Regions from separate parts of the Mus musculus genome. Here all the other regions are linked to region 5. Evidence: chromatin contacts called from public ChIA-PET, HiCAR-type, HiChIP or PLAC-seq and promoter capture Hi-C data. All regions are on one chromosome and are shown on one strand. The core of a region is the stretch at or near the end of the contact, and the rest is flanking DNA. Distances in the headings are between cores, read along the strand shown. Region 1 holds the start of Ddx39b (DEAD box helicase 39b). Region 2 holds the start of Ddah2 (dimethylarginine dimethylaminohydrolase 2). Region 3 holds the start of Akap8l (A kinase (PRKA) anchor protein 8-like). Region 4 holds the start of Csnk2b (casein kinase 2, beta polypeptide). Region 5 holds the start of B3galt4 (UDP-Gal:betaGlcNAc beta 1,3-galactosyltransferase, polypeptide 4). Region 6 holds the start of Prrc2a (proline-rich coiled-coil 2A). Region 7 holds the start of Zfp871 (zinc finger protein 871).

Region 1 (2,700 bases), core at 18-2,517, 1.3 Mb before region 5:
TGTGAAACCTTTGTCCCGAAAGAAGAGTTAACAAAGAGACTCATGACATAAGAAACGGGAACACCAGACGGGAGAGACAGAGTGGGCTCCACCGCTAACCAGACTTTGTAACACACACTTCGACAGGCAGGAGCCAACTGGGAGACCGCAGTAAAATGAGCGTGACTAACGACTCACACGAGGGTTGAGACACAAAGGACAAGGGAAGACAGAGACTGCGCTTTCTCCTGCCACCTCACGGTGGTGATCCCCAACGTCAGCCATCAGTCAAGGGTGATAGATAAGGGTCAGCACTGCGCAGAGCGCTCACTTCCCAAATGCAAACATCATGTGGCTGCCGCTATTCTCTTGCTCAGAAACCCCCGAGTGGCCGTCCCAGCGGCGCACACCTGGACCGGGGAACAGAAGCAGGAAGGAGGGTGGTGCGGGGCGGAGGGTGGGAAGTGTATGAATGGCTCCATTTCAAGAAAAAAAAAATTTTTTTGTTTTGAAAAAGATGGGTGTGTGCAGTTCAATGGCAGTGCTTGCTTAGTAACGCGAGAGGCCGCAAGGTTCGGCTCAGCGCTGCCAAAGTTAATTTTAAAAGTCGCACTAAGGAATTAAGGTCACAGCTGAGAACGATGCAGGATTAAGAGTGTGAGCCGGGTGGCCTTAGAAAGGAACGCCTTGCAGTGCTCTCGGAAAAGCTTCCCCAGAAGTGCGCGACACCATCGGCCACGCACAGAGGCAGCCATTCACAGAGAGCTCCAAATAAGGCAGCGAAAGCGGGGTCAAAGGGCTGGACGGGCCCCGGAGCGAGATCTTCCCATCCCTGGGCGAGCAAGAAAAGGCCCGGAGGGGAGATGCGAGGGGCCCCGCCCTCCTCCTGGCGCCGCCTCCGGCCGCCGCGGCCCCGGGTGGGCAGAGGACCCACTGGAACACCCAGGAAGCGCGGAGACACAATGGCGGCCGAGGCCACCATTTTGGATCGTTCCCCCCTTGTCTCCCAGCTCCCCGCCAAGATCTGCTCTCAGAAAGGGGTGAAGACAACAGAACTGGACGCCCGCCTGCGCGCCGGCGGCCACGGCGCCGGCCCGGCACCGGGTATCAGGGACCCGCGCGGCGGGGCGAGCCGCGGGAGAAGCAGATGGCGGTGGATGGTGCACAGGGCCAAAGCTTACCTAAGCACTGCGAGCGTGTATGGCGGCAGCAACGGGGACGGAGGCGGGAAGCTGCCTTCACTTCCGGTTCCAGGCTCGCCCCGGCCTCCCGCCTTCCCGGCCGCCAGGGCGCACGCGCAAGGAGCCGGAAGCAGGCTTTCGCCGCGCGCGCTCCGCGGCTGGCTTTGCAGAACGCCCACTTGAAATGAAGCTTCAGACGACGCCTCCTCCGGTCGCCAGTAGCAAGAGCGCGACAGGAAACTCACGTCTTCCCCCGCAGAGCTCTCCATTTTGTTCTTCTACGCTTATGCAACACCCTCCGACGGTCGGCTCTACTTTAGTTTTGTTTGCCACGCCAGGCTTCTCCCTGGGCACCTCTCTGTGGGCATGGAGGACTCCGCGATCGAATGAGAAGCGTTTCTCACGGGGTCCTTAGCCTCGTAGTCAAGGTGACCCGAGAGCGGCTAACTCGGGCCTCTGCTGGAGGGGAGGGGGACACGTGACCACGCCCATTACAGTCGTGCAGAGAATAGGCAGGATTTACCCAAAATTATATCGAAAGATGGAGGCTTACATTCTGTCTAGGTGCTAAATAAATGGTGGGGTTTGAGGTTATGCACCTTTCCATAATTCTTGCTAACTAGAGCAGCAGAATAATCTCAGTTCCATTATTCAGCCTGGACATCCCCCTCCCCCCATGTGGTATTCCCTTTGAGATGTTACATATAGCAGAAGTGTTGTCCTGTTGCCTTGCTACATAAACACAAGCTCGGGCTTTCCCTATTAAGGACACTTAATATTAATACAAAGTAACACTAAGTATCAGTGTTGCCAACCAGCTGGCTGTGTCCTGCTCAACGCATAAGCTCTCTGGGCTGGGGCTTGGTAGCTTTTGATCCCTCCGCATTTGGCAGCCCTAAGCAGCAGGCCGGCGGGTTTTGTATAAATCAGAGAGGAGTGGGAATTCCTCGGCCCTGGTAACTTATTACGAACTGTAGCTCCAGAAAGTGCGGTACCTGGGCCTTTAGCTTTGAAGCGTTTCCAGGAACTCTCCTAGTGACCTAGTTGGCGGGCTCTTAGCCACTGTCTTCCTGTTACTGGACCTAATGTGACATTGTGGAGGGTAGCATAGTAAGGTTTGTCCCAGCTGACCCAAGTGAGCCAAACTTTCTGCTTTACAGCCAGCAAAGGGTGTTTGCACCAAACACAGCAAACAGCAAACTCGTGCAAATGAAGACTTGTGTTTGCACCAATCATAATATTGTCCCTTTGGCATCAGTGATAACACATCTTCCTGCTACTGGACTATGGGAAGTTCCACCCTCCACTGGGGGAGGAGAGAGAGGACAGAAACAATCCTGGCTGAGCCATTAGCTGTGTGGTTTCCTCAAAGACTTTATAGAAGATTCAAAATGGCCATGCTGACAGTCCTCGTTAAGGTAGCCAGGGCAGGAAGGGATTGTCTTAACAGCTGGCTGTGATTTTAACAATGCTTAAAACCTGGGCCACTGGGGCCACAGCAAGGTGAGTGCCCCTCATCTGTCTTGCCATTTTTTTCTTC
Region 2 (2,804 bases), core at 126-2,625, 1.1 Mb before region 5:
TGGATCACAGCCGTGTCACCAAGCAGTGGTCCCAGCGGCAGTGACTCCTCAGGAGGCAGTTCAAGCAGCTGCAGCCCTAGTCGTTGCCTCAGTTTACCTCCTAGTACTCCATGCTCCCTTTGAGCTTTAGCCAGGTCCAGAGCCGGAAGACCAGCGCCAGCACCTTCCCCGGATGCCAAGCTCTCGGGGACACCCCGGATCAGGGCATGGGAACAACGACCCAGCCCCTCCCCCGGCGTCCCCATCACATCCACACCGAAGCCCCTTCCAGCCAAGCTGTTTTGTTTTTTCTCTTGACTTCACTGGTCTAAGAGAAGAAACAGAAAGGGGTGGGGGTAGAAGAGAAAGACATGCAAAGAAGAGAAGGGGTGAGTGTTAAAAGCTCCTAGGTCTTCCTCCTGCCATCTCCAGGCGCCCCTCCCACTCTGCCCCACCCCCTCCAAACCTTCTGGCTCTGTGGACCCCGCTCAGCCTCCTTTCACCGGGGATCTGCTTTAAGAGGCGCCCAAGGGAACAAGACTTGGATCCTTAATCTCCCAAACACCTGTTGCCCCTGCTCGGGGCTCCGCTAGGTCCCTGCCCCGCGCCCCTCCTGGCAGCCGCTAGGATGCGCTCACTCCCCAAAAATGCGGCGGCCCCGCCCCCTTAACCCTCAGCTGCTCGCAGCAGGAGGGACCCAAAGTCCTGCCAGGGACCCGCAGAGGTTATAGGACTGGAAAAGAAAACTGGGTGGTGAATCAGGACCTGGGGTGTGAAGTCCCGTATGCTCGAAGGAGAAAGGGAAACGGGCGCAAACCCGAGGAACTAGAATCTAAGGAGTTAAGCATCCTCTCTCTCCACCCCGGGTCGTCACGCTGCCCTTCGAGCGACCCAGTACAAACCAGACTTAGTCCCGGAGGACTGGGAGAGGTCTTAAACGAAATCTGGAGGGCGGAGAAACGGGGGAGGGGCGCGGCGTGGAGCCACTCCAGGCTTCAGAACTCCGTACCCCTGTCCATCTTCTAAAGTCTACCCCGCCCAGCTCTTCGCCCAAGTGCAGGTTATTCGCACACTCCGTCCGGTGCAGGGACGTATGCAGCACCCCCAAACTCCAGTCTCCCCATACCGTTTCGGAGACAGCCCCCTCTTCAGACTCACCAGCGGCCACCTCCACTCCTGCAGCCTTGTGATTTCAGCCTTGGCCCCACCCCCAGAGGAGAGAGTTAATGAAGATGGGAGTCTGAGTCCTCAAGCTGGAGAGACGGATAGCTCGGGCTTTTGAGGGGTTCCCAGGGTAGGCGAGCTCACGTACGACGATGGGGCGGGGGCGCGATGGTCTGGCGGCTCCGGGGCATTGTCTAAGCGGGACGGGGCGGGACCTTCTAAGACCACGCCCATTCCGCCCTGCTAGGCCGCGCCCATTCCTCCAGGGCTGAGTGCCCCCCTTCCCTGAACTCAGGCACCGCCCCCAGAGCAGTGTCCAGGCCCACCCTGATCCTGCTAGCCCTGGCTGTGGGGTTACAATCGCGATGTGGACCACGAAACAGCCCTCTTATGGACAGATACAAAACATGGCAGCCCCTGTACAAACACTCCCCTCCCAAATTCCCAGCAGTTACACTGAGCTTAAAAGATCACTGACCCTTCTCTTCATTTGGAGCCCACTACACTTTAAGCCGTCTTTGTGTAAAAACAACACTAGATTTTTTTCCATTCTGTATTTTATTACTGAAATGCGTTGTCCTACCCACCCCATCCCAAAATAAAAATCTTACCCTTGTCCACTATCCTTTGCCTTATCCCACAGCCCCACCCCACAAGTGCCCCGGATTTCCTGCCCACTGGCAATTTCGGAGTGTGTCCATTATGCAGCAACGTGGAAGCCCCCCGAAGCCTCTGTGGAGAGCACAGAGTGGGTGAAGGACCCTTTAAAAAGTGCTCATTTGAGAGCCCTGGCCACTTGCTCATAGGCTAGCTCTATCTCTTCATCATCTGGACAGGTGGAGGCAAATTCTTCCCGGGCATAAGCGTTGCTCAAGTACCGATGCACTCCACGGAATGCCTCTGGGATGGTGAAGCCTCTGTACTTTTTGCACACCACCTAAAGGTTAGAGAGAGGTCAGTGTGTTAGCCCCAGGGAAGGCATGCTTGCTTTGCTTTGAAGCTGTTGAACTTTCTCTTCCTTTAGGGTCTGCCAGGTAAAAAACAAAAACAAAAAACAAAACAAAACAAACAAAAAACCGAGCCCTGTCCAGGATGCCAGACCAATGAACTTCGATTCTTACAAGCTTTTTTGCTGCCGTTCTTTTGAGATAGGGTCTCTCTGTGTCACGCAGGCTGGATGATCTCTGGAATGGTATTACAGACATGTACCCTGTGCCTAGAGTCTTTAAAAATTGTACTTTTAGATGTTATTTATTTAGGCTTTTCAAGACAGGGTTTCTCTGTGTAGCCCTGGCTGTCCTGGAACTTGCTCTGTAGACCAGGCTGGTCTCAAACTCTGGAATGCACCCATCTCTACCTCCTAAGGGCTGGGATTAAAGGCGTGCACCACCATGCTGGCTAGACTTATTTTTATTTTATGAGGATGGGCGTTTGTTTATTTGTATGACTGTGCATCAGATCCTCTGGTCTGAGTTACAGATGCTGTTAGGTGCCATGTGGGTGCTGGCAACTGAACATGGTCCTCAAGAAGAGCAGTCAGTGCTCTTAACCCCTGAGCCAGCCCCTCTAGAGACTTCTCACCGATTCTTTCCCTTCCATCCCCATCCTCACTACCCCCTCCCCCCCCACACACACATCACAAGATGGGGTTTCTCTGTGTA
Region 3 (2,700 bases), core at 119-2,618, 1.6 Mb after region 5:
AGGGTATCCAGTACCCTCTTCTGACCACCTCAGGCACTGGGGGTGCATGTAGTTGCATAGACATATATTCAAGCAAAACAAATACATAAGCCTAAAAAGAATTGATAAACATTCCTTAATACCAATAGAACACCTACTTTAACATTTCTCAAAACCATAAGAAGGTACATGAATCATAGAAGCAGAGCTTGCTGTAGTTTATCCATTGTTTTATTTTTAGGGTTCTTCCAAGGATACCTCCCATGGTGACTTTCCACACAGCCAGGAGGAGCCAGGCATAGTGCTTAGAACAAGGCTGGTACTGGGTTACATTTTTCGTTTTGTGGAGCTGAGCATTGAACATAGGTTCTTATGTCAAGCATTTGCAATAATATATGATACATTGAGATATACTACTTGTATAACAAATAGCATACACATAAACAGTTATTTTTAAAGTGGTTTTTGAGAGGCAGGAGAGATGGCTCAGCAGTTAAGAGCACTAGCTGTTTTCCCAGAGGACCCAGGTTCAATTCCCAGTACCTTCATGGCAGCTCAGGGCTGTCTGAAACTCCAGTTCAGGTGATCTGACACCCTCACACAGACACGCGCAAGCAAAACACTAATACACATAAAATTTTCAAAAGCATCTTTATTTTGCAGTTGGAGAGCTCACATAAGGCCTTCTGTACATGCTAGGATAAAATGTTTTTCCACCAAGCTATATCCTTACAAACACTATTAATTGTTATGTAACGATTAATAAGAAAATAATATTTACTATTTACTTTGTGAAACTGGCCCTAATTCTTTACCCCTCCTTGAAACGGGGACTCACTGGAACCCAGAGTGGCTTAGAATTCATATAGTATAATCTGACCTCAAACTCGAGTCATTCTGTCTCAGGCTCCGGTATTCTGGGGTTACAGAAGTCAGCTACTACACATGGCCTTCTTCGTTTGTTTTAACGTTATCTCACATAACGTTTGTCAGGACCTTGTTTAGCAGTTAGATACTAATTTTCTCCTTTCAACATGGCTTTACCATTCTTGACTTCATTTCAGTGGCGGGGCGCAAGACGGTCGTCTCTGCTCACGCTGGCAAGTGTCTCGCTCGCACACACCAGGCGAGCACACGCGTGGGCTCGGACCTCTAGGTTGCATGCAGCTCCGCCCCTTCGAACCTTTCCATCTTCTCCCCTTGGCCTATTGGCGCAGGTTTTTGTTAACAGGAGGCGGAGAGTAAGGCGGGGTCGTCGGGGGTTGGCAGTATCTCCAACCACTGTCACGAAGAGGTGTAAAAATAGACAGGTAGCGAAACCAATAGGCGTGAAGTCCGAGGTTTGCAGAAGCCAATGAGATAAGGAGGCGGGGCTGGAGCGTGTGTGGAAGGACCCCAGGGATTGTTGTGGCGTCAGACGCGCAGAGTAGCGGTCTGTGTCCACGGCTCGGGTGTTCTCTGCGGCCATGAGCTACACAGGTAGGCCCAACAGGGTGAAGGCAGCGCTCTGGGCCGGGGCGTCAGGACGGGCTGAGTCATGCTAGGATCTCCTCTTGTAGTGTCGTGGTCATTGCCCTCTGTGGTCACAAAATGGCGTCTTAGGCTCTTCCCTTCGGGGTCGCATCCCTCAAGCTTCGGCTCTCACTGACCTCAGCCGGGCATCTTGGACTCTCCTGGCTACTCAAGGATTTGCTTGTGTCTTCTGTGACCGTAGGTCTTGGGCCTCAACGTTAGGTTCAGGCTTCCCGCACCTCCGTTCGTCATTCCCTGGCTAGTGCCCCACGGACACCCACGTCTAAGACGTCGCTTCTCAGGCCTGAGCTTCTGAGATCAGTCCGTTGGGGCGGCTGCTGTCGCCATTGCCTCCCTTGAGCAGTTTCTGTGCAAAACGTCGCAGACCCTTACTCATGGCACTCCCCCCACTTCATCTGGTATAAAGCGGGAGGGGGGGAGAGCCAACCTCCCCTACCTCACTCCCCCAGGGGGCGGTGAGAATCTGTAAATCTATATGAAGGCTCTGAACCGTTGCAGGGAGCTTTAGAGAGCAAGCTTGAACCCTGGTGACGAATGACTACTTTCCACTCAACTTACCGAATCAGGTGCTGAATAGACACTGAATGCTGACAAGAATTTCTTAAGCATCTTATAGGCGAGGACAGACAAAATACAATAAATATATTATTTTGGGTCTTGGGTATCCTGAAGAGATTCAGCCATTACACGGAGAGCTTTGAAGCCTCTGGGAAGGGTGACGTTTAAGAAGAGATGTAAGCAAAATAGGAAAGAGTAAAGATAGCTGTCGCTGTAAAACATACTGGGCTGGAACCGCCTACCTACTTAGATCAGTGATATTTGAGCAAAGAGGAAGGTGGGTGAGGAGCATGGTGAGGGGTGTGGAATATGCTTGAGTGACTGTAGAATCATTCTTGAGTGAGTTAGTTGCCAAGGCTCCCTGGGTTTGCCAATGAAACTTATCAGTCAGTGCCACAGACAGTGCCTCCCACTTTACTGGAGGTATTTCAGGCTTGAACTTAAGTGGTTGCTGGATAACCCACATTCTGTTTGGAATGTTTAAGGCTTTCAATGGAACCTGAGCTTTATGCCAGTCCTCCTAAGCCCCTGGGTCAAATGCTTGCCAAGAACCTTGGGATTTTTAACAACCATCCTCTAGGCCAGTGGTTCTCAACCAGGGTGATTTTGCCTGCCTCACACCTCCCAGGG
Region 4 (2,700 bases), core at 153-2,652, 1.2 Mb before region 5:
TCTAGATTCTATCAATAACACAGAAAAGAAAAAGGGTAACAGGAAAAAAATATTCTACAAGACAGTTGTTAATGGGTTCTGTATTCAACTCCCATCTTCCTACAAACAAAAATGCCAGGCTCTCTCTGAAAACATTCCGCTAACACATACAGGAAATATAAGGTCGACACCCCCCCCCCTTTTTTTTTCGAGACAGGGTTTCTCTGTATAGCCCTGGCTGTCCTGGAACTCACTCTGTAGACCAGACTGGCCTCGATCTCAGAAATCTGCCAGCTTCTGCCTCCCAAGTGCTGGGATTAAAGGCGTGCGCCACCACTGGCCCGCACAGGTCGACCTTTTAAATCTTGCTCGATCTTATCTAGGGGTCCCCTTTTCCCAGATTAAAAACAGGCATGACATTACTCCGGGAGGTTTCTGGGGAAGCTGCATTGTCACTTCTGTACCGCAAAATGTCGCTCTTGTAATCTGTAAGATTGGATACAATCAAATAGCCACAGGGCAGAACGAGGCATGCGCAGGAGCAACAACAACAAAACATCCATAAGGTTCAAGTTTCCCGCGCTAGAACCTTTTCTAGCATCCTCGTAGTAAAGCATCGCGTGCCCAGTAGCGCGAGGACCCAAGGGGGAGCCTGTCGGTTGGGGTCCTGCTTTTACATAACGCCCCCACAATGCCCTTCGCCACCCTCCGCGTTCAGAAAGACTCTGAGGACACAGTGGGGAGACCTGTGGGATGCCGAGGAGCTGTGAGATGAAGTAACATCACGGTTACCCCTCACCACTGCTCTGAGCAGGGTTTGAAGAACAGTCAGGGTCATCAGCACAACTCTCTACCCCAGCTCTGAGGAGATGGAGAAGTACAAAGGGACAAGCGGCGGCAGAATGGCTGGCCCCACCTCAGGTTAGCTCGCAGGGCGGTCCAGGTTCTCACGCAGCGTGCACAGCTCAGCGCATCCCAAGCACACCCGACCTAAGTCCCTCACCACAACTCTGCGCATGCCGGAGCCCGAGCGCACTCTGTCGCGGGCCTGGCGAGAGAACCAGGATCCCGTGGGTTGGCCTGGCACAGGGAAGAGGGAGAAAAAAAAGCAAAGCGGAACGCTGAGGGAGCACCGCAGGGATGACAATCAGCCCGAGGACCTACCCGGCAGCTTAGCGAGCCTAACAAGACTATATTTCCCAGGCTTCCTGGTCGGGAAGACCCCCTGCTCCGCTTCCGCTTCCGGTGGCGCCTCGGTTCGCCCCGCCCCCAGGCGGCTTCCTCTAGGGCCTCGCGGCCCTTAGAGAGTCATGCGCGGGTCCTCTTGGGATTGGTAGTTTGTCTTCCCCTCATTTCGTCAGTTTCTCTCTGCCGACGGGACTACATCTCCCGGCGTCCACGGAGGTAGGGGGCGGTTCTTAGCGCCTGCGCGTTGCCCTTTTCTCACCCAAATCCTCACCAGTTTCCAGTGGCCCCCCCCCTCCCTACTTCGTCTGCTGCGGCCGGGTCGGCTTTTTGCGCTGTAGTGGTCTCTGCGGTTCCTTGGAAGCACAGCTCCCCTTCCCCGCCCCAGTCCCAGTCCCCGTCCGGCCGGTGAGTGTGGGGTTGTCCCCGCGTCGAGTCGCCCGTCCCTGGGCGCGGCACTCTGGTTGGAGCTCCTCGATGTGGGGGCGACGAAGGAAGTGACCGGGTCGGTAGCCGAAGGAGGTCGGGGGCCCTGGGCGAGAGGAGGCGGCTTTTGGGGACGCTCGTGAGACCCACAGAAGTGTGGTGCCTTCGCCAACCCTGCGAGTGCAGGAGAGGCCGGCTCTGTTGGGGAAAATGAACTTCGGAAGCCTTGGGACAGGCGCCAGGAACATGCAGGCACCTGCGGTGGTGGGGAGCCGGAGCCGAGGGCCCTGTCGCGGCTGACATGGAGGGGAGAGGGGCCTGGCTTTGAGGAGCGCCAGGGACGAGGGTCACACTAACAGATCAGGACCTGTCATTTTCTGGAAAGTAGCGAAACTTATTGCCAGCACACTGCAAGGGGGCTGAGGTGAAGGAGAGAAGCTTGGAGATGCTTCAGAGGCCGGGATCCTTCAAGCCTGGCTGGACTCAGATTCTTCCGTTGTTGTGGAGAATGTGTGGGAGGAGGGAAGAGACAAGAAACAGCTTGGTCTCCACTTACTTAACGCTCTTCTTTCACAGCGGACATAAAGATGAGTAGCTCTGAGGAGGTGTCCTGGATTTCCTGGTTCTGTGGGCTCCGTGGTAATGAATTCTTCTGTGAGGTGAGTTTAGGTCGGCCAACTCCACATGCCCTCGATGTTTTATTTTATGTTGTTTGAGAGCAGATTTCGACGGAACTCACTATGCAGCCTAGACTGGCCTTGAACTCCTGGCAGTCCTACTTCCTCAGTCTCCTGAGTGCTAGGATTTCAAGGTTTTGTCAATATGCATGGCTAACAGAGGTACCTCTGGGTGACCACTAGGATAATTAAAATATTTCATGTTAAAGTTGGGTAATGTGCAAAGCCCGGTGGCTTCAGTAGAAAATTACAAATGCCTTTCAGAAACTAAACTGTTTAGCCTTCATGATTCCCAAGTCTTCAACTCAGAGAGTTTGCTATCCCCAAGAAGATGGCAAGTGCGGTTTCTAAAATAAGCTTGTGTCGAAGCTGAATAATGTCTATGTCTTTGCTGGAGATGGTTAGCCTTAAAGAAAGGGCCTGCAGTTTTTAT
Region 5 (2,700 bases), core at 174-2,673:
TCTTCCAGAGGATCCAGGTTCAATGACCCAACACTCAACAACCATTAACTCCAGTTCCAGAACATCAGCGCCTTCTGGCCTCTGGTCAGTGTGCCACAGACACACAGACATACAATGCAGGCAAACATAAGACACAAATAGACTGGGCTAGAGAGAGAATCCAGCTGTTAAAAGCTATGACTTCTTCCAGAGGCTCCCAGTGACCACATGGTGGCTCACAACCATCTGTAATGGATTCTGATACCCTCTGGTATCTCTGAAAACTCTGTACTCAGATCTTTAAAAACAAAAGTCTAATAGCCCAAACTTTTGACCTCAGGGCGTGGGGCGGAGATATGCTCATGTGGTGTTGAGGAAAGCAGACATCGACCTCACCAAGAGGGCTGGAGAACTCACGGAGGATGAGGTGGAGCGAGTGATCACCATCATGCAGAACCCACGACAGTACAAGATCCCAGACTGGTTCCTGAACAGACAGAAGGATGTGAAGGATGGGAAGTACAGCCAGGTGTGTTAGGGGACTGGTGGACACGGGTTGTCCGTTAAAACTGGGTGCAGAATCAGGAGATAAAGTTGTCTCCCCTGTCTCAAAATCTAGGTTCTGGCCAACGGTCTAGACAACAAGCTGCGTGAGGACCTGGAGAGGCTGAAGAAAATTCGAGCCCATAGAGGGCTGCGCCACTTTTGGGGGTAAGTGGGTGATGAGGCTTAAGCTGCCCACTCCCAATCAGGCTGCACAGTCCACCGGCTCGCCTCCTGCTGCTCTGTGACCTGTATCTTTTTCTTCTGCAGCCTTCGTGTCCGCGGTCAGCACACCAAGACCACTGGCCGCAGGGGCCGAACTGTGGGTGTATCCAAGAAGAAATGAGTCTCTGGGCCTTTGCTGTTAATAAATAGTTTATATACCTATGACCTCCGTCTCAGTTTGTCTTCCATCTGATAGTACTTAATGCCACAGCGATCCTGAGCTCTGGTAGTTTAATCTGGCTGCAGGTGCCTTCTGGGTACAGTGCTCTTGGTGCACTTGAACGGAAATGTCCCTCATAGGCTCCTGCTGGTGTTTGCTCCTCCCTTTCTGTTGGGTGTTCACAAGGAGACTGCCTTAGGTGCAGCAAACTGGGCGGCAACCACTGTTAAAGGTGGGGCAGCCGGTGTTGAAAACCTCCAGGGGAAGCTTGGGCAGGCTTCAATTGAGTCTCCTGCCGTAGCCGTGCTAAGCTGTTGTGAAGTGGCTACAGCTCCGCCAGATGCTGCTGCTCGGGTGAGTTAACAGCAGATGCTGGCTGCTCTAGAAAAGCAGCCTGGTATTCCGCGTGCTTTACAGTAGGGACGGACCGGGAAGGGCTGGACCTATGTGAAATGCACGCCGCTTGTCGGCTTCCGGCCTAGAGAGGCATGATGGGAAGGTGCGGGGAGGGGCGGGATGGAGCGGAGTTCCGCGTGCACGCTAGCTAGGGAAACGAAGCCTTCCGGGGCCAGCTGTGGTGGGCCAGGGCCGCATTGCACGACAGCATCTGGAGAACAGCATCTGTGATGCGCCAGAGCCCCGCGCATGGGTCACCGCGTCTCCTCAGCAGCAGCTGGTTAAAGCCGTCCTCCCACCTCCCCACGCTCTAACAGCTGTGCCCACAGGTCTCTGCGGCACGCCATGCCCCTCAGCCTCTTCCGGCGCGTCCTCCTGGCGGTCCTACTACTGGTGATCATCTGGACCCTGTTTGGACCTTCAGGCTTGGGGGAGGAGCTGCTGAGCCTGTCCCTGGCATCCCTGCTGCCGGCCCCAGCCTCGCCAGGACCGCCCCTCGCCCTGCCCCGCCTCTTGATTTCTAACTCTCATGCCTGTGGTGGCTCCGGACCCCCTCCCTTCCTGCTCATCCTGGTGTGTACGGCCCCGGAGCACCTGAACCAGAGAAACGCCATTCGGGCATCTTGGGGTGCCATCCGCGAAGCCCGGGGTTTCAGAGTGCAGACGCTCTTCCTCCTGGGAAAACCTAGAAGACAGCAGCTTGCTGACCTGTCCTCAGAGTCAGCAGCACACAGGGATATCTTGCAGGCCTCCTTCCAGGATTCCTACCGCAACCTCACCCTCAAGACCCTCAGTGGACTGAACTGGGTGAACAAATACTGTCCTATGGCCCGCTACATCCTCAAGACGGATGATGACGTGTATGTCAACGTCCCAGAGCTGGTGTCAGAGCTGATACAAAGAGGGGGGCCTTCGGAGCAATGGCAGAAGGGCAAAGAGGCCCAGGAAGAGACAACAGCTATCCATGAAGAGCACAGAGGCCAGGCAGTGCCCCTTCTGTATTTAGGCAGGGTGCACTGGAGGGTGAGACCCACTCGGACACCAGAGTCCCGGCACCATGTGTCAGAAGAACTGTGGCCGGAAAACTGGGGTCCTTTTCCACCCTATGCCTCGGGCACAGGATATGTACTGTCCATCTCTGCTGTGCAGCTCATCCTGAAGGTGGCCAGCCGGGCCCCACCTCTACCTCTAGAGGATGTCTTTGTGGGAGTAAGTGCAAGGCGAGGGGGCCTTGCCCCCACACACTGTGTCAAATTGGCTGGTGCTACCCACTACCCCTTGGATCGGTGCTGTTACGGGAAGTTCCTGCTGACATCCCACAAGGTGGATCCCTGGCAAATGCAGGAAGCTTGGAAGCTGGTGAGCGGCATGAATGGGGAGAGGACTGCACCCTTTTG
Region 6 (2,747 bases), core at 248-2,747, 1.2 Mb before region 5:
CTCTACAATATCCCATGCATGTCTCTGGTACTTCAAACTGTTACTGATGACCACTGGAGAGATGGCTCAGCACTTGCTGTTCTTTCAGAGGACCTGGATTCGATCCCCAACACCTACATCTGGGAACTCACAATCACCAGTAATTCCAGTTCAAAGAGATCTGAACTCCTCTTGGTACAGGAACCAAGAACCCAGGTGGCACCAGGAACCCACTTGGTACATATGCATATATGTAGATATGCATACAAATAAAATAAAAACAAATAAATGTTTCTAGAGTTAGGAAAATGGCTCAGCGGATGAAATGCTTGCTAACAAGCATGAGGACCTAAGTTTGGACCTCCTGTACTCATGTCCAGGCTGGGCAGATCACTCCTGTCTGTAACTTCAGCACCGGGATGCAGAGATAGAAAGATCTCAAGCTCTTTGGCCAGTCCATATGGAATCTGAGCTCAGCCATCCAAGTATCAAGATTCACTGAAAGATGAAAAGAATGTCTCAAAAAATAAAGTGTTTGCGCGAGCCCTCTGGACGTCAACCTCTGGTTTGTAAAGGCCAGTGAGCACCCACCAATATACATAAAAATTCACAGGAAAATGTTGAGTAAGTGTAAGTGTGGTGAGAGGCAAAGATTTCTACAGTCAAGTACTAAGAAACAAAGAGGGGAAGTAGTACGACCTTTAAAGCTGAAACTCATTGTTGAAGGAACATTAATTATAAAAACAGTTTTTAAAACTATTGAGCATAAAAATTAAATGTCAAATATCCGCCGTAGTTAGTCGCTGCTAAAATTTGGAAGAGTAGGTCATTCCTTGCCTTTGTTCAAATTGTTTGCATATATTATGCAAATACCCAGAACCATTCGAAGAACGCCTACTCGAAGAAAGTCAATGATACACTCCTCTGGACCCTTTGATTGGCTTGCCTATCCACTTCATTTGCATGACGTGATTTGATAACTGGAAAGCCCCGCCTCCCTGACGCGTTTACCTCTCACGAATGGACACCAGACCTGAAATTCTTCCAGGGTCTATGTAACTCCGCCCTCGACTAACTAATCCCTTCCATTCGTCGCAGTTCTTTCCGTCTTCTCCGCTGAGAGTGACCGGGGCCTAGCATCCCTTCCCTGCGTGTCTCTCGGCTCCCAGCCGTCCGCGGACCAACTACGCATGCGCATCCTTTTTCTCCCACCATCCGTCGTGTAAATTCTGCGCCCCAACGGCCTCGCATTCCGCCCGGTCTACGCGTCTCAACTGCCGACGCCAAGACGTCTCCCTAGCCAACCGGCGTCCTAGCGTCTGTAAGTCCCTCCCCTTTATGCAAATATCCTCCACACACTGCCTTTATTTTTTTAAAGTAGGGACAGCCCTGAAGAGCGGAGGGGTCGGAGAGTAAGGGCTCCGCCCCCTATGCAAATAAGGGGGCGTGCCCAGCCGCGGAGGGAGGCGGGAGGTGGGGGGTGTTCCCGGGGGCGGCGGTTGCCCGGATGGGCCGTTAGTCGGAGCCCAGCCGCGGAGTGAGCGAGGGAGACGGGAGGAGCCGAGCGCGGCGCCATCCGCCGCCATCCGCCCCCGCCCCGCCGCCATCCGCCCCGGGAAGCCTTTGAGCCCGGGTCCCGGACCCCCACGCACCCGGCTAGGTGAGTCTGGGCGAGCTGGGCGCTGACGCCCTTTCCGGCGCGGGGCGGCGGCAGCGGCGGCGGCGGGCCGGGGGAGAAGCTGCCATCAGCCGCCGCCATCTTGTCCTCCTGCCGCCGGCCTGCCCCTCCCCCTCGGCCTGCGCCGGCCGCTCCCAGGCCGCTGTGGAGGGCTGGGGGCGGCCGCGGCCCAGCAGCCTGCTCCTCAGGGCACGACCGCGCTCCAGGCCGCGGTTCCTGCTCGCGTCGCGCCCTCGGCCCCTCGGCCGGCCCGGGGCCCCTCCGCCGCCTGTAGACCTACCCTTTGAGGGGCTCTTGGTGTTTCTGGAGCCCTTGCTGCCACCCGGCGCTATGGCTCCCGGTCTTTCTTGGTCTTTGCGTCGAGTCACTCTGGTTCTGGAGCCCCGCTTTCGGCCAGCATCTTCGCCTTTCTGCGTCCCCCAAGCCTCTGCGTTCCCTTTTCCCCCCATGGCCCTATCTCCTCCTCTTCCCTCTTTTCTTCTGAGCTCCCCTGACACTGCCCCTTGTCAGCCTTCCTCAGCCGTTCCTGCTTCCCTCCCTGCTTTCTGCTTGATTCTCTCTTTAGCAGTTGAAATCTGTCTGCTCTACGGTTTTTCTGCTTTCTCCCCCTTTCATGGTAGATTTCAGATTGCCTTCCTTAAGTGCCTAGAGAGCAACCCCTGTCTTCTTTTCTCTGGCTTGTGGTAAAGTTAGTTCTCTCCCCGATTTTGGCTTTCATCCTAGGCCTGCATGCTTTCTTGCTATCTTCCATCTCTTTTTCACACTGTTCCCACCCACAAATGAATGCCCGGTCACTCGAGGATGGATTCAGATGTAGAGTTTTTCCTGCCTGAGGAGTAAGGGCTGTTAGGGGAACAAATGACTGCTTATGAAGAGACTGGATGAGGATAAAAATGGTAGTTGGTTCTGGGTTTGGCCTCTGCTGCCTGGCCCATGGTTACAGGGTGTTGTCGAGGTAGCTCCGTCATGCTGTGGTTTTCCTCAGTTTTACATGGGGTCCACTAGTTTTTTGTTTTTTTGTTTTTTTCTGCCAGCAGAATTGTTTCCAAGAGCCTGTGTGGGGGCTATGTAAGGAATAGATGGAATATTT
Region 7 (2,700 bases), core at 125-2,624, 1.2 Mb after region 5:
TAGGGAAAGGAACTAGAGAGAAAAGAGGTAAAAATGGAAAGCAGAGAAGGACACAGTCTGCTAATTTGTCAGTAAATATTAAATATTTTTTATAAATGTGAAGAAGAGAGAACTGGGTGGGAGTCTGAAGAGTTGGGGGCTGGAACGCTGGCTTCGTGGTTTAGAGTGCATATTGTTTTTGTAAAGTACCCAAATTCTGTACCAGGACCCACGTTCTGCAGTTTATAAGTCCATCTCCGCGGATTCAGTGCCCTCTTCTGGCCTCCATGGGCATCTGTTCTTGCGTGACATGCACACAGACACACAAACATATTTTTAAAAAAATAATAAATTCTTAAACAAAATCTGTAAATGCCATCTAGTCATCTTGCTGGCTGCGCCTCAAGTCTTTTTAGCTTTCCTATTTTCGCTCCTGTCTTCTAAAATATCACTTAAAATACCTGTCTGCAGGTTCCCTGACATTGTTCCAAGCTTGCACCTTCTTCACCTTCTTCACAGCAGGAATCTATTATCTGTCTACTGCTTCCCACCCCCACCCCCCCACCCCCGGCCTCTTATAACGCTTTCAGCACCCAGAGCAGGCTTACAATTCCAATCTTCTCTCTTCAAGGCTTCCTTTCTGATTTCTACCATTCCTCTGTGAACTTAGTTCTACCTCCGCAGTCAGGCTGGTTCTCCTGATTGCAGGAATGTCTGCCCTGGAAGTCATCTGTGGAGTATTCCAGGTTTATGTGTTCAGAGTCCTGGAGCTCCGCTGCGACCTGCGCAAACTTCCACTTACTGAAGAATCTTTGGAATGCTTCGAATCTTAAGAATGGTTCTGTGTCCTTCCATTCCCAAAATGTTTTGCTCTAGAAGTGACTTTGTGAGGGCAATAGTGGCGAGGTGGGTTCAAGAGAGAATTTGAAAAGAGTAAGCAGAATGGGTAAATCCCCAGCCACAGAGACCTTGGTGACAACCATCGATCACAAAATGAGAGAGAATATTAGAAGCGCAGCCAAATAGGCATAATTCACATCATTCTTTTCAATGCCATTTCTCACTCACGCAAATAGAATTTAGCCGACATCTTTGCTTTGTTAAAGAATAGACTTCTACGTATGTTTAAATCCATGTAAAATATAAAGTATTCATCCCCTTCACACGTAACGCCAGAAGTAGAGTTTGGGAATCCCACCTCCAGTTTAGACCCCAAGTATCAAGCCTTACGTTCGGATTAGAGGTTTGGCGCCACAGTACACTCGAGAGGATGCTTTTTCTGTCATTTAAGCATTGGGAGGCGTGCACGTGACTCACTGGCCAGTAAGAAAAGTTGCTTGGCTGCATAAACTGTCCAATGAGATTTTCAGATGTTGAGAGAGGGCGGGCACAGAAGCGGAGGATGCCACTTCCCGTCCAGCCATTTTAGGCGTTTGTGTCTTCTGTGGAGAGAGACCCGCAGGTTGTTTTCCCCAGTGTCTGTGTTCCATCCACTTACTGCAAGAGCTGCCGGAGAACAGCAGGACACCCGGTGATTGGAAATGGTACGTGCGGCCAGGCGTCCCGGCTGCGGGGAGGGCGCCGCTAGAAGCGGAGGCGGCAGTGGGGACGCGGCCTTCCAGGGCAGCTGAGTCTGCATCTCATCTGCTCTGCTGGGCCGCGCTGCCCGGGTCCCTCTGGGTGGAGCTGGGCCATCAGGCAGAGCTGCGGTCCTGTCCTTTGCTAAGAGCTCAGTGCTGCGGCCATGGCCTCCCTAGGCATCCGGGCACCCGCAGCGACGCGGCTCCGCAGCCTGGGCGGTGGCGGCAGCGTCGCGGTGAGACACGGGACCCTGGAATTCGTGTGTGTGTGTGTGTGTGTGTGTGTGTGTTGGGGGGCAGGGAAGCCGCAGGGTGTGGTGACCTTGTGTCCTGGGCGTGTTGTCATAAACAGGGGGGACAAGTTTGTGTGTTTCCAATGCCAGAATTTATCGAATAATTAATAATTCACAAGTCATGTGTATTTCGTTAATAATTAATCCAGTAGTCCCGATTTTGCTAACCAGCCATTGGCAATCAACGCGTTTTTATATAACAATCTAATTGCTAACGTTAACTGGAAGATCACACATGAACATTTCACACAAAAACATACAAAATGTGCAGATCACAGAATGACTAAGAGCCAAAGTGGTTGAGTTTAGAGTCTGTCCTGAAGTAGGAGGCATTGAGCTGAGGCGGGTGCAAAGAAGAATCTGAAAGGGGACCAATGATGATGTCCTAGCAGTGTAGACACAGAGATGTCAAGTATACGCGCACCGAACGTTGAAGTAAGTCAATTTGAAGTTGGCTGAATGTCCTGGGCAGGAGAAACCGCACTGGAGATGGAGTCCAAAGGACTGACTCAGTTCTTCCCTGTGGGTAAGTGTGACAGTTGCCTGCCATCCTTTGGGCTTGGGGATGCTCCTTCGTAGTGCCAGGTGAGGGGATTATATGTTGTATACTTTGTGTGGTGTTTCTAATACAATTTGGTATATTTTTAGTTGTTGATATTGTCAGTTTGTCCCTCCTAGTTTTCTAGGAGATAGTGGGCCTTTTTTTTTTTTTTTTTTTTTTGCTTGCGTAAACAAGTTGTACTGCCCTTCCTTTTTCGGGGGAGGGGCTTTGAGTAACTAGTCCAGGTTGTTATTTAATAAAATGGAGTCATTCTAGGCTTGACGTTGTTGGAAAGCAGATATTCCCT

The links. Promoter capture Hi-C pulls out the DNA fragments that hold promoters and counts their contacts. ChIA-PET counts read pairs in DNA pulled down with a chosen protein or histone mark. HiCAR-type assays count read pairs that join an accessible place to other places. HiChIP or PLAC-seq counts read pairs in DNA pulled down with a chosen protein or histone mark.
Region 1: an H3K27ac HiChIP or PLAC-seq map of embryonic stem cells shows a contact between it and region 5, with 2.9 times the contacts expected there. The contact joins the promoter of Ddx39b here to the promoter of B3galt4 in region 5. A contact is called at or near these places in 8 of 39 promoter capture datasets (cranial neural crest, embryonic stem cells, hippocampal neurons and 3 more), 1 of 15 datasets of contacts at CTCF or cohesin (large pre-B cells), 5 of 484 Hi-C or Micro-C datasets (the CH12 cell line, cerebellum, ganglionic eminence and 2 more), 12 of 115 datasets of contacts at active chromatin or transcription factors (T-cell acute lymphoblastic leukemia, astrocytes, bone marrow-derived macrophages and 5 more) and 3 of 9 other capture datasets (adipose tissue, liver and pancreatic islet).
Region 2: a promoter capture Hi-C map of liver shows a contact between it and region 5, with 2.8 times the contacts expected there. The contact joins the promoter of Ddah2 here to the promoter of B3galt4 in region 5. A contact is called at or near these places in 4 of 39 promoter capture datasets (cranial neural crest, liver and pre-B cells), 1 of 484 Hi-C or Micro-C datasets (B cells), 7 of 115 datasets of contacts at active chromatin or transcription factors (embryonic stem cells, extraembryonic endoderm stem cells, large pre-B cells and 2 more) and 1 of 9 other capture datasets (liver).
Region 3: a promoter capture Hi-C map of cranial neural crest shows a contact between it and region 5. The contact joins the promoter of Akap8l here to the promoter of B3galt4 in region 5. A contact is called at or near these places in 7 of 39 promoter capture datasets (the HPC-7 cell line, cranial neural crest, frontonasal cranial neural crest and 3 more) and 3 of 115 datasets of contacts at active chromatin or transcription factors (astrocytes, embryonic forebrain and microglia).
Region 4: a contact with region 5 is called in an RNA polymerase II ChIA-PET map of memory CD8 T cells, with 5 times the contacts expected there. The contact joins the promoter of Csnk2b here to the promoter of B3galt4 in region 5. A contact is called at or near these places in 8 of 39 promoter capture datasets (the C10 cell line, cranial neural crest, embryonic stem cells and 4 more), 3 of 484 Hi-C or Micro-C datasets (B cells, CD8 T cells and uterus), 11 of 115 datasets of contacts at active chromatin or transcription factors (astrocytes, bone marrow-derived macrophages, embryonic forebrain and 6 more) and 2 of 9 other capture datasets (adipose tissue and liver).
Region 6: a HiCAR-type map of astrocytes shows a contact between it and region 5, with 4 times the contacts expected there. The contact joins the promoter of Prrc2a here to the promoter of B3galt4 in region 5. A contact is called at or near these places in 3 of 39 promoter capture datasets (the C10 cell line, HPC-7-derived erythroid cells and cranial neural crest), 1 of 484 Hi-C or Micro-C datasets (B cells), 3 of 115 datasets of contacts at active chromatin or transcription factors (astrocytes, embryonic forebrain and forebrain) and 2 of 9 other capture datasets (adipose tissue and liver).
Region 7: a contact with region 5 is called in a promoter capture Hi-C map of hippocampal neurons, with 2.3 times the contacts expected there. The contact joins the promoter of Zfp871 here to the promoter of B3galt4 in region 5. A contact is called at or near these places in 6 of 39 promoter capture datasets (cranial neural crest, embryonic stem cells, hippocampal neurons and 3 more) and 2 of 115 datasets of contacts at active chromatin or transcription factors (pancreatic cancer cells and stem cell-derived neural progenitor cells).

Annotation. Positions count from the first base shown.
Region 1 is chr17:35,240,313-35,243,012 of GRCm38.p6, reverse strand. It overlaps Ddx39b (DEAD box helicase 39b), which reads right to left and starts at 1,267. Exons shown (of 11, transcript NM_019693.3): 1 at 1,161-1,267. It overlaps LOC115488830 (a small nucleolar RNA gene), which reads right to left and starts at 335; the gene lies at 259-335.
Region 2 is chr17:35,057,606-35,060,409 of GRCm38.p6, reverse strand. It overlaps Ddah2 (dimethylarginine dimethylaminohydrolase 2), which reads right to left and starts at 1,375. Exons shown (of 7, transcript NM_001190449.1): 1 at 1,138-1,375; 2 at 1-307. The coding sequence starts at 245. It overlaps Clic1 (chloride intracellular channel 1), which reads right to left. Exons shown (of 6, transcript NM_033444.2): 6 at 1,691-2,080. The coding sequence ends at 1,919.
Region 3 is chr17:32,349,245-32,351,944 of GRCm38.p6, reverse strand. Akap8l (A kinase (PRKA) anchor protein 8-like) reads left to right here and starts at 1,368. Exons shown (of 14, transcript NM_017476.2): 1 at 1,368-1,458. The coding sequence starts at 1,446.
Region 4 is chr17:35,119,994-35,122,693 of GRCm38.p6, reverse strand. It overlaps Csnk2b (casein kinase 2, beta polypeptide), which reads left to right and starts at 1,402. Exons shown (of 7, transcript NM_009975.3): 1 at 1,402-1,572; 2 at 2,167-2,249. The coding sequence starts at 2,178. It also overlaps a transcript of Gpank1 not described here.
Region 5 is chr17:33,950,211-33,952,910 of GRCm38.p6, reverse strand. B3galt4 (UDP-Gal:betaGlcNAc beta 1,3-galactosyltransferase, polypeptide 4) reads left to right here and starts at 1,423. Exons shown (of 1, transcript NM_019420.2): 1 at 1,423-2,700. The coding sequence starts at 1,649. Rps18 (ribosomal protein S18) reads left to right here. Exons shown (of 5, transcript NM_011296.3): 3 at 320-508; 4 at 599-690; 5 at 793-913. The coding sequence ends at 868.
Region 6 is chr17:35,163,627-35,166,373 of GRCm38.p6, reverse strand. Prrc2a (proline-rich coiled-coil 2A) reads left to right here and starts at 1,497. Exons shown (of 31, transcript NM_020027.3): 1 at 1,497-1,639.
Region 7 is chr17:32,786,961-32,789,660 of GRCm38.p6, reverse strand. Zfp871 (zinc finger protein 871) reads left to right here and starts at 1,374. Exons shown (of 4, transcript NM_172458.3): 1 at 1,374-1,523. The coding sequence starts at 1,521. Gm17115 (predicted gene 17115) reads right to left here and starts at 1,267. Exons shown (of 2, transcript NR_168031.1): 1 at 588-1,267; 2 at 1-274.